2 separate regions of the Gossypium hirsutum genome follow, and region 2 is linked to region 1. The links are chromatin contacts, called in public Hi-C maps. All regions are on one chromosome and are shown on one strand. The core of a region is the stretch at or near the end of the contact, and the rest is flanking DNA. Distances in the headings are between cores, read along the strand shown.

Evidence for each region. A called contact is a pair of places that touch in the nucleus more often than the background predicts.
Region 2: a contact with region 1 is called in a Hi-C map of hypocotyl, with 4 times the contacts expected there. The contact joins the promoter of LOC107897432 here to the promoter of LOC107897440 in region 1. A contact is called at or near these places in 16 of 34 Hi-C or Micro-C datasets (anther, callus, fibers and 4 more).

The regions. Positions count from the first base shown.
Region 1 is chrA10:5,596,695-5,602,607 of Gossypium_hirsutum_v2.1, forward strand. LOC107897440 reads left to right here and starts at 3,768. Exons shown (of 10, transcript XM_041079677.1): 1 at 3,768-4,190; 2 at 5,068-5,111; 3 at 5,496-5,622. The coding sequence starts at 4,025. It overlaps LOC121208588 (a long non-coding RNA gene), which reads left to right and starts at 1,980. Exons shown (of 2, transcript XR_005903701.1): 1 at 1,980-2,202; 2 at 2,508-2,813.
Region 2 is chrA10:5,755,257-5,761,169 of Gossypium_hirsutum_v2.1, forward strand. It overlaps LOC107897432 (protein NODULATION SIGNALING PATHWAY 1), which reads left to right and starts at 3,702. Exons shown (of 1, transcript XM_016822882.2): 1 at 3,702-5,553. The coding sequence starts at 3,788. The coding sequence ends at 5,425.

The DNA of each region.
Region 1 (5,913 bases), core at 2,518-5,017:
AGTATATTTAGTGCTAGTTTACTATTGTAATTGAAAAATGCAATGATATTCTTTTTTTTAAAAATACTTTTAAAAAATTTGATAATGTATATTAGCGGTAGTCCTGATCATGGGTCGGATTATTCATCCAGACCTAAAGAGTGGATGAGTTTGGACAAAAATATAAGTTTGGACAAAAAATAATGCACATTTTATAAATGGATTGGGCCTCGAATATGATTTTTGAGTTGGGCTCGCCCCGCCCCGCCCCTACTTGAAACAAATCTTGTTTATTTTTATTTTTGCTACTATTTTAGAGCCATTTGTTTGCTAAGTTACAACTATATTAGTATTATTTAAGTATAAATATATTTTTTTAATGTATTTTCAATTTGTTAGGAAACATTTATTTTAATGTTGTCGAAACCATTTTTAATTTTGAAAAAACGGGAGTCGACTAAAAAAACGAAAATAGAGTCGTCACCCATATTTTTCCAATGTGTGATCGGATCACCTTGAGATTGATCATTTTAATAAAATATTTTTAATTAATTAAAACAATGATTTTGGTCTTCAAAACTAAAAAACGGGTCCGGGAGCCGATTATGTACGAGGAAGGGTTAGCACCCTTGTAACGCACAAAATTAGTATCTAATTGATTAATTAATGCCCTAACGTCGAAAATTTGAAAAGATTTTGAAATATGATCCTCTTATTTAAAAGAACACTTGAATAAATCAAATTGGATGTTAAGACCCTCTTATCTCGAAGAAATAAAATGTCACACTCAGTGAGTTCGGATGCTACATTTCAGATCCTCGAAATTAAGCTTGTCTTTTGATTTTTAAAACTCATGCACTTAAGCTTTAAAAAAAATTAATTATTTGGGTCAAATGAAAAATCAAAACCCAATAAGTTAGGGCGCAATTTCTCAAAATTCCAAACGTAGAATATTGCCTTTATTTTTAAAAAACCTTATCTTGAGATAATGAAACGTCATATCCAGTGGGTTAGGACACAACACTTCAAATTCCCGAGAATAAGTTTTCATTTGAAACTCATACATTTGGATTGAAGAAGGGTATTCAATTATTTAAATTCGACAAGGAAAATTGGAACACAGTAAGTTAGGGTACAATTTTCTCGAAGATTCCAAATACCGAGTATTGCCTTTACTTGAAAAATTTCAAACAAAAATAATAATAAATAAAATAAAGTAGGGATATAAAAAAATAAAATTTGAATGAAAATTAAATTTTAAATCGGGAGTAGGCAAATAAACACATATACAATAAAATATTGAATGAAATAATTTTAAAAAAATACGACAGATAATAAAAATGATAGTAATAATAAAAAAATAATGGTAATACTATTAAAAATAGCAAGTATAATGATGATAATAGTGTTTAAAAAATAATAATAAACAAACGACATATTAATGATAATAGAAAATAATGATTAAAACTATAATAATATGTTAACATCTAAATAAAACCGAAATAATAGTATAGCAATAATTATAGAGATAATAATAAGACATTAATTACAACAATATGCTAATAATAATAAAAAAAACAATAATAATAATAATGGTGGTTATAATGAACATAATAATACTAATAATAAATAATATAATAGTAATAAACAGCCAACACAATAATAATACGATTAAAATAAGTCAAATTAATCAATTTAATGACCAAAATAGCAAAACTAGCTAAACAGGGATTAGATTGAATTAAAAAGGGGATTTTGGGGCGAATTCGGACTAAATAAATAGTAAAAATGACTAAATCGAACGCGCGGGTAAAGAGGAAAGAGCTAAAAAGGAAATTTCCCCCTATTCCCAAAATGCACAGCATAGCGGGACCAATTCGAAATCATGACAAAACCATGGGGTCAATTTAAAAAGGAAAAAAAACTTAATTACAAACCATAAAAAGGCGGTGCAATTAGCCCTCCCTAGAAAACACGCGGATCTCTAGTCGGGTTGGGTCGCGCACACAGGCTAAGCTAAAACGGCTTCGTTTTGGCGCCTATGCATCGGCCAAAACGACGCCGTATTGGGAGACCTATAAATATCAAAAAAAATTTGAAACTTTCATTTCCCTTTCCTACTTCACAAAAACAAAAACCCCCTCTCCCCTTTTCTCTGCAGGCTAGAAGTTCGGCCAGGCTCCAGCGCTGACCACCGCCGTTCGTCGCCGGCCGCTGTCGCGGGTAAGATTTCTCTTTTTTTTTGTATTTTTATATGTAATATATGCAGACATAAATAACAAAAAATAATAGTAAAAACGAAAATGAAAAAAAAAAGATAAGGAAAAAAAACTCAAAGACCTTTGCTTGATTGTTGGCTGTCTATTCTACTAGTATTTGCTGTTTTTTTTTTTGAAAAATATGTTTGAATCTCTTTTCCTCCTCCTTTTTTCAATCCGTCCCCTTTTCTCTCTTTTTTTTCTTCCCAACGTTACATTCTTCTTGGCTTTGTATAGCCATTTTACAACTGTTTTTGTGCATGTTTGTAGGTATGGCAGACATGGCTTGGACGTGGTACGTGGGGCAGACGTGCGCGGTGGAGTGGCGCACGATATGAGCGGCGGCTGAAGCACTTAGGGGCTAGGGTTTTTCTTCTTGCCTGTTTTTTTCTGATTTGTTGTGGGCTAGATTTTGGGCTAGGGTAATTGGGTTTGTAATGGGCTAGTGGTTATTTAGGTTTAGTTTAGTTTTAGGTTGTAGTTGGCTTATAGGCCCTCGCAAAATTTGGGCCCTATAAATGTTTTTAGTGTATTTGATATATTATATTTTTAAAATTTATTTTTATATAAAAATAATGTCGGGCTTGGGTTTAACATTTTTAATCTGCGCTAGGCTTGGACAAAATTTTAGGCCCATTTATGGATCAAGCTAAGCTCGGATCTAGAAGATGGACCTAAAATTTTACATAAGCTCTGCTCGACCTATGATCATGTCTAACCATTACTGTCTAAAAGTATTTTTAGAAAGATAAAATATCAATTTTAAACATGATATTATAAAATGAAAGATTTAACGAGGATATAAAAAAAAAACCTTCACTCAAAATCACTTTTTAAAAAAATTGGCTTCTTAACTTGGGTTGAAATCCAACTCTTAAATAAAAGTTTAATTTAAAAAAGTGCTTTTCAACCTAATTGATAAACACAATCTTATTCTTAGTTTAAAATTATTTTCAAAAGTATTTTTGGGCAAAAAAACACTATTGAGCAAAATTTTTTTTATTCCAAAAGTACTTTTAAAAAACTCATAAACATATTGTTTAGTAATATATTTTTGGGACAAAAAATAATTTTTTTTAGAAGTAATGCTAAATTGGCCCTTAGTTAACATTGTATTGGATTATCCTTTATTTATTTACTTTTAAACAATATAATTTTGTTTGAGCGTAGTTTATTTATGTTCTTATTTAAGGGTTGAGATAGATTATGTTTAGTTCTAAGTATTGTATCAACTTACAAAATTGAATTAGATATAAAAAAATAGGTTATGATATAATAATTTATTAATGAATATAGTTATATCTCTAGATTGAATTGTACATTTTTATTCCCTTTCTCATAGTATAAGAAATAAATTGTTTCACTTAGCCTGAGAGGGACTAAATTGCTCCTTACCCAATATTACAAGGACCTCTTGAGTATTTATTCCAATATAATTGATTCTTTTCAAATTGTAAGGGGGGCAGATCCGTCATTAAGCTGAACCCGAATTAGTAATTGAGAAAGATTTTAAAACCATCGCTCTGCCAACCTAATTTTCTAAAAGCCGTTCTTCACGCAAACCCTAGCTCTTCTCTTTCAAAGGGTTTTAATAGTAGTGATAATAACAAAAATCCTTTCCAAAAAAAAAAAAAAAGAAGAAAAGAATGAACCAACCCTCTTTCGTAATCTGAAATCTGACAAGAATTTGGATTATAGAACTGGGTTTTATTTGTTTAAAAAAAACAGTGTGGAAAGTGAGTCTTTTTTTATTTTCTTTGATCTTCTTTTAGTATTCTGAAACAGAGATGGTAAGTGGGGCAAGAACCGAAGGGCATATCTCAGCGCGAGTGAGCAAGACAATACAATCAATCAAGGAAATAGTCGGTAATCACTCGGATGATGATATCTACGTTGCCTTGAAAGAGGCCAACATGGATCCTAATGAAACTGCCCAGAAATTGCTTCATCAAGGTTACCCTTCATTTCAATATTCTGTTTTGCCCTCTTTTTAAGTGTTTTGAAAATGGGTTTTTTGTTTGCTTTGTAGCTGCTCTAAGTTCCAGGAGTTTGAGGTCAAGATTGGTCTAGTTCTTGTCGCTCCTACTCTAGGGCTTTGTTTTCAGTGGTTTTATCGTGTTTTTGGGTTTAGGTTGTTTTGTATTGTGAAAGTTGGTTATAGTTTTTAAGGAGTTCAAGGCCTGGTTATAATTGGAAGATGTTTTAGCGTGCTTGATTGTCGTTTTTTTTGCCTGTTTGGTGTTACTTCGCTCTGCTTTGGTGGTCATCTTTTCGTTATTGTAGGTGCGTTAAAGAGTCTGAAAGATTAATTCATCTTTTTCTTATGAGGTGCTTTCATTCTTTTAGTTGAGTTTTGAGCAAATAATATAAATCGATAGTTTCTTTTTTGAAATTTGTTTGGTCGCTCAGATATTGGGGGGAGGGGGGATAGTACAGTCTTAATTTTATTAGTACTACTGATAAGCTAAATCTAGGGTTATCAAGGTTGGTTGAATCCAGTGGACAGAGAGCAAACAGAGATATCATGTTATGGTAATTTCTGTACCGTTTTACAATCTTTGATGAGCGATTTCAATGCATGGGAAGTAATAAAAATATCCTTTTTGTATGTTATAAAAGTGGCATTGTGATCCTCATTGAATATCACTCCTAGATTGCTTGGACGTTTTAGCATTTTTTCCCTCACCAATGTTAAGAAGGGGGTGTCTATGTTTTCTCCTAGATTGCTTGGATATTTTGTTTCAGACTGCCTCTTTTCTTTAGGATGATATTTCAAATGTACTTCCATAGATGTTACTTATTTACATCCAGTCTATTTGTTTCATCTCAGATACATTTCATTTAGTAAGGAGAAAGAGAGATCGGAAGAAAGAGGTAAACTTTTGTATATCATCTTAATATGGTTTCAGCAAAGCTATTCTGTGTGTATTTTGCTTTTCTATTAGCAAGAAAGTGATTCCAATATCTTACATGCTTTTATCTTTGGCTGTTGATTAGCACACATATGGGTGCTTCTGTTTTTTGAAATCTTAGCTGTTTATTATTAGTATTATTATCATCATCATCATCATAATCATCATTATTATTATTATTATTCTGCTATTAATGCAGCCTATGATATTTATGCATAAGATTGTTTTTGTCCTCAGTGATAGACAATATTAATGGCTTTCATTATTGCTTGTTGCATCTTGAAATGTGAACCAGTAGAGGGGCTAATGGGCAACTTGTTTTTGAACTTTCGTTTCATCATGACAGAGCATTGGGTACCAAGGTTCCATGGATCCAAGAAAATTTTCTGAGAATGCCGGTCAAGTGATGAAATTTCGTACATACCCTGAACGTGGTTCTCGAAGAGGAGGCTATTCTCGGAATGCTCTGCCTGGTAGGCTTTGATATGAAGTGTTTAATGATTTGATTATCTTTTGGCAAGTGAACGCTTAACTATGTAGTCTATTCAGTCTAAACATTATACTGCCACATATTCATGGTGTGATGAATTTAAGCTTGGAGTTCTTTAGTGTAATGGTTTCCATCAATATTAATCTGATACAAAGCAGATTTTAAAAAATTGTGGATGAAGATGGTTTATATAGAAATTAGTGATTGTAATTATTTGCACTTTTGCACAGTAGTCTTTGTACATTGATGTCTATTACCTTAGATATGCTAACTG
Region 2 (5,913 bases), core at 2,452-4,951, 160 kb after region 1:
AAGAAGAGTAGGTGAGTTATTTGTCAACGACGATGCCTTTGATTCTTTGAATGTATGATGATGGAGGAAGAGATGAAGGTGTTTCTGGGAGATTATGAGTTCTTGGGGAGAATTTGTTGAGTGCGATTTTTATGCTTGTGTATGCCTTTGAGGTCGGATTCCACCTTCATTTGCACCCTGCGTTGCAACAATTGGTACAATCTTGTAGCGTTGCTTTATCCGACAACCCAAAAATCTATTTAAATTATACTAAACCCCTAACACTCGACTTCACAAACAACTTTCCGCCTCAAAAAATAGCAGATTAGCAACCCTTGGAGTAGAGGCTTATTCCGCCATATCCGCCAGTTAATGGACTGCTCAACCATTAGACTTGAAAATCACTTCCTTATACATCATATCCCACATTCAAAAGACATAACAATCCGTGTCATTTATGCATCGTTATATATTATTCTATGGCTTATAAATTTTATTATATTATATATTTTCTTCAGAACCTTCATATATATTATTATTTAAAAAAAAATAGTGGTTGAATCGGTGTTAACTAACTAAATCTTGGGACTAAAAACAAGGATGATCATGCATCCTGTGATATAAGCTTAAAAGTAAATTATAACCTCTATTCCTGGCGCCTGAGATTAGGCACTTATCGTACCCTTGATGCTCTTAGATGCCATTCATCCACATCTCCGGATTGCACTACAACAATTGCTTACATCTGTAAAATTGACAAGCTCGAAGGCACGAGCTAAGAAGATGCCAATGTGATATTTTCAACACTTGTGCATGCTAAAAGCATTGACCAAGGTCTTCTAGTTCCGATGGAATTGGTTCTACCCATCACTTGCCTAAAAAAGAGACAAAAAAACTTTAACGAAAAAAAACTAAACTTACACTACCACAGTTTTTGTAATTTCAAATGTTATAAAAAATGTTAATTTATTGTGTCTTAAAATGATATGACAAAAAATGCCACCCAAGTTTAAGAATACTCTTATTTTAGTTATTAAAAAAATAATAATCTCAACTTTGTTACCATTGTTTAAAAAAATTTAAAGTTGTAGCCATTCCGACATTAAAATAAATTTGGTCCCATAATTTAATGTTAATGTAACATTTCATCTTAGTTTTAAAATTTTTAATAAATTTAACCTTAAGCATCTATCTATTTTATCGGTTCGAGTCTTTGAGCTTATTAAGAGTTACTATCTTTATTATCATCCCAAAACTAAAATTATTCAAACTGGATTGAATTCGGAAGTGATCATAATACCAATCTAAAGAGAGACATTAAATAGATTAACCTACAATCCATATAAATTGATTGAATCAAACTAATAAAATTAATTGAATTAAATTTCTATTTTTTGAATTTTTAATAATTTATTTAATTAAATTAGTAATCGCTACAAACGATTCTACCACCTAACTTTGGGCCGACATAAACAACGAGAAGGATGAGCAACCTAAGGTCTATGCCTACCGTTATCCGATCTTTCTCACAATCCTTCACAGTTATGTAACATAAACTTTATGAAAATAATTCCAAGGCAACACATTTTGTGAAGGAAACAGTTTCTCAACATCTTTGCCTCAACGTTATATTTTGTTTCTCCGTCGTGTGTCGGAGTGGGAACACTTCCCGGTGCCGTTTAACCAACCTATTGGTGCCATGACACCTTTCTTCACCACCATTTTCGCCTTTTTAAGCTCCTTTTAAGGTAATAAAATTTATTTCGATCAAATTAAAATAAAAATGATGATGGAATTAACTATTATAGTAGTGAGATTGAATACGGTAACAGTGAGATTAAAATCAATAGTAAAATATGTATTTAGATTCAAATGCAACGGTGAGATGAAATTAAAATTAAAAAAAAAAATTAAGAAACTTAAATTAATATATATATCCATATATAATAAACAATTAAATTTTTTTATTTCTATTTATATAAATTAATAAATATAAATTAGAAGTATTTATGTTAAATAAAAATTAAGACATATTAAAAATATATTAAGTAATAAAAAAGATATATTAAAACTAATTAAATAAATTATAGGAATGTTAAATAATAAAGTAAAATAGAAGTGAGGGGTAAATTAGATTTTTTTTCTCTTGCCATTCAAATTCAAACTCAATTGGTTAAATTGGTTGGATAGTAAATCGATGACGATATCAATCTAGAAATTAATATTAAATTAACTAATTTAAGAATCAATATAAACCAATTGAATTGAACCAAAAAATCGACTGAATCAATAGTTGAATCGAATTTTTATTTTTCATGAATTTATAATAATTTTTTATACTAAAACGGAGAAACCGATTTGTTTAATTAACCATTACTTAATTAGATTCCAATCAACCGATCCTCCGGTGCAAATGGAGGCTCTAGTGTGTTTAAATTTTCAAGTGGAGTGAAATTTAAAGTCACTTTTGGTTAGTACCAATTCAAGTAAGAAGTAATTAAAGACAATATTTTTACTTCTCGGGATCTGGAATCAGATCGATAAGGTCAACGGGTGAATTCAAGTGATTTAAAATAAATAAATTATTTAAAACTTCTAAAAAATAAAAAATTATAAAAAATAATTTATTTATTTTTTAATTTAATTCAATCAATTTATTCGGATTTAATGATGATCGAAAGAGCATCATACCCAATCAATCCAATCAAGATAATATTGTTGAGTACCCAAAAATAACTAAAATTAAATTATTCAAAAAAAAAGTTCAGTCACCAAAGCATTTTTTAGGTTTAACTTTGCCTCCGTAATTACTTTAAAAATTAAATGTAAAATAACTTAAATTACTTTAATAGATGGAATATTTTGATGAAAGCTGTCGTTCCCTTTTTTTTAACAAATTTTAGCTTTAATCTCTTTATTTTTTTAAAATTATATAATAATAGTTAAATTTCAATATCTATATTTCATTCAAACTTCAAATTAAATTTTTATACTTTAATTTTGATATAATTTGACACCTTAATTTTTAAAATGTCATTAGTTAATTTAAATATTTTATTTTAATTAAAATATTAATTACAATGTTATTTTTTTTACTCGAATACTAAGTGGATATCTTTCTAATTTAAAAATGTCATGTCAGCACATTTAATAAAAGAACTTTAACAGCGTTAATAAATAAATTTTAAATTTTAAATTAAAAAATAAAGGAATTAAATTTTTAAAAATAAAAATATAGAGATTAAATTTTAAATGTAGAAAATATAATAAATCTTAATAAATTATATAACCTTTAGGTTTTTATTTTATAATTTAATCAGAAAAAAAATTATCAAACTTAATATAAAAAGTAAAAGCGGAATCAAATAATTTAATAATTTTAATAAAAAGCAGAAACAGAGTTTGCCGTCTCTCAATCTGTCATTTCACTTGTTGATATCAACAAATGGTGACATTGATCCAATAGAAAATGAAAAGCAAGACATAGACAAAGCTCCCAACATTTCTTACACCCTTAATTAAACAAATAAAAAACCTTAATTAATTACATTAAACCCAAACAAAGCATCGCATCTTCCAAATAAAACAGCACACCAGACACTTCAATATGCCCTTTACCGTCCACTTCCAAACCTGCATCACTGCCCCCACTAATTATTTTTTTATTTATGTTTTTAACGATGTCATGAATGAAAGACAAAAGTATAACCATCGTTTCTCTTTCATTTGGTCAATGATCATCAAACAAACTCCATATCTCTTCAACCCTTGTCTAAACTGAGTTTTTCTTCAAGCTAAGGATTCATATATGACACTTGAGGAATCAGCAGAACCAAATCCATCCCAAGATCATATCTTGGATTGGCTTGAGGATTCTGCATCATTACTTCCATCTTTCTTGGATGATCCGTACAGCCCAGGCGACATCAATGGCTGTCAATGGTGGGATCCCAATCATGATTTCGGTCAAGATCTTATTACCATAGGTGCTGCTGTAGCTTCTATTAATAGTCCTGCCATTGCAGCTGCTGTGAGTAATGTCGATGCCGGTCTCGTACAGTCCGATTCTGCCATTGTTAATCCTCCCGTGCCATTGAGTTCGTCCAAGCGAAGGAGACCCACTGATAGCATCGTTCCGAGGATGTCGAAGAAGAGCTCGAATGGTAAGAACGATGAAAACGAAGACGGTAAAGCGGGGGTTGAAGAGGTTATGGGCAATAAGAGGTCAGCTGGAAATAAGAAAAACAAGTCTTCAGGGAATAACGGTAATAACAAGGAAGGAAGATGGGCTGAACAGTTATTGAACCCTTGTGCATCAGCGATAACCACCGGTAACCTCACTCGTGCTCAGCATCTATTGTATGTTCTCAACGAGCTTGCCTCATCGACCGGAGATGCCAACCACCGGCTTGCGGATCATGGCCTACGGGCCTTGACGCACCACTTATCGTCATCCTCTGCCTCGACTGCGCCTGTTACTTTCGCTTCCACTGAGCCGAAGTTCTTTCAACGATCTTTACTCAAGTTCTATGAGGTTAGTCCTTGGTTTGCATTCCCTAATACCATAGCCAACGCTTCCATACTCCAAATTCTTGCTCAAGAGCCTGATAAGACCCGTAATCTACATATCCTGGACATCGGTGTATCTCATGGTGTTCAATGGCCTACGCTCCTTGAGGCGCTGTCTCGCCGTTCCGGAGGTCCCCCACCTGTGGTTCGCATCACCGTTGTGGCGGCCACAGCTGAAAATAATCAAATCACGGACACCCCTTTTTCTATTGGTCCACCCGGCCACGATTTCTATTCCCGACTTCCCGGTTTCGCCAAGTCCATGAACATCAATTTGCAGATAAATAGACTCGAGAACCACCCAATACAACACCTGAATGCACAAACTATCAACAACTCACATGGAGAGACCTTGATAGTTTGCGCACAGTTCAGACTTCATCATCTTAACCACAATAGGCCTGATCAAAGAACCGAGTTCTTGAAAGTACTACGAAGTTTAGAACCAAAAGGGGTGATTCTAAGCGAGAACAACATGGATTGCAGCTGCAGCAGCTGCGGAGATTTCGCAACCGGATTCTCACGGAGAGTAGAGTACCTATGGAAGTTTTTGGACTCAACAAGCTCAGCATTTAAAGGACGAGAGAGCGAAGAAAGAAGAGTAATGGAAGGAGAAGCAGCAAAGGCATTAACAAACCAAGGAGAGATGAACGAAGGGAAAGAGAAATGGTACGAGAGGATGCAAGGCGTGGGGTTTAGGGCAGAAGTGTTTGGAGAGGACGCCATTGACGGGGCTCGAGCATTGCTGAGGAAGTATGACAGTAACTGGGAGATGATAGTTGAAGAAAAAGAGGGTTGTATTGGGTTGTGGTGGAAAGGGCAGCCTGTATCATTTTGTTCATTGTGGAAGCTAGATGTCAAGGTAGAGGAAAGTTAAAAAAAAAAAAAAACAGTTCTCGATATTGCTTTGTTTTGCTTTTGTTTTTGCTTTTTCATTTTTCTCCATAATCTCTATGTAAATTCTTAAAAAGTATAAAACTATGTGTGAAGGATGGCTTGCAGTCAGTTTTGACAATTGGTATAATCTTAATCAAATTCAACTTGTGTGCAAACTAAGAAGCAATTCACTATTTGAATTTCACAGCTCAATCACAAACATATGAAATGCTCCCTCAAGCAAAGCTAATGATACCAGTTAAAGAATTGAGGTAGCATTATATCATCATAAACTTCCATCAAAATAGTAAACCAATAACTAAACATATTGCCATATTTTTCATCCGAACCGTAAACCGATGACTAACATATCATCATATTGTTTTGTTGAAGAACTTAGCACCAATCTCAGAGCTCTAAAATCATTTATAGGAATACGGAATTTTACATTTTGCTTCAGTTCTTCCCTAGGCATATACATCATAGAAC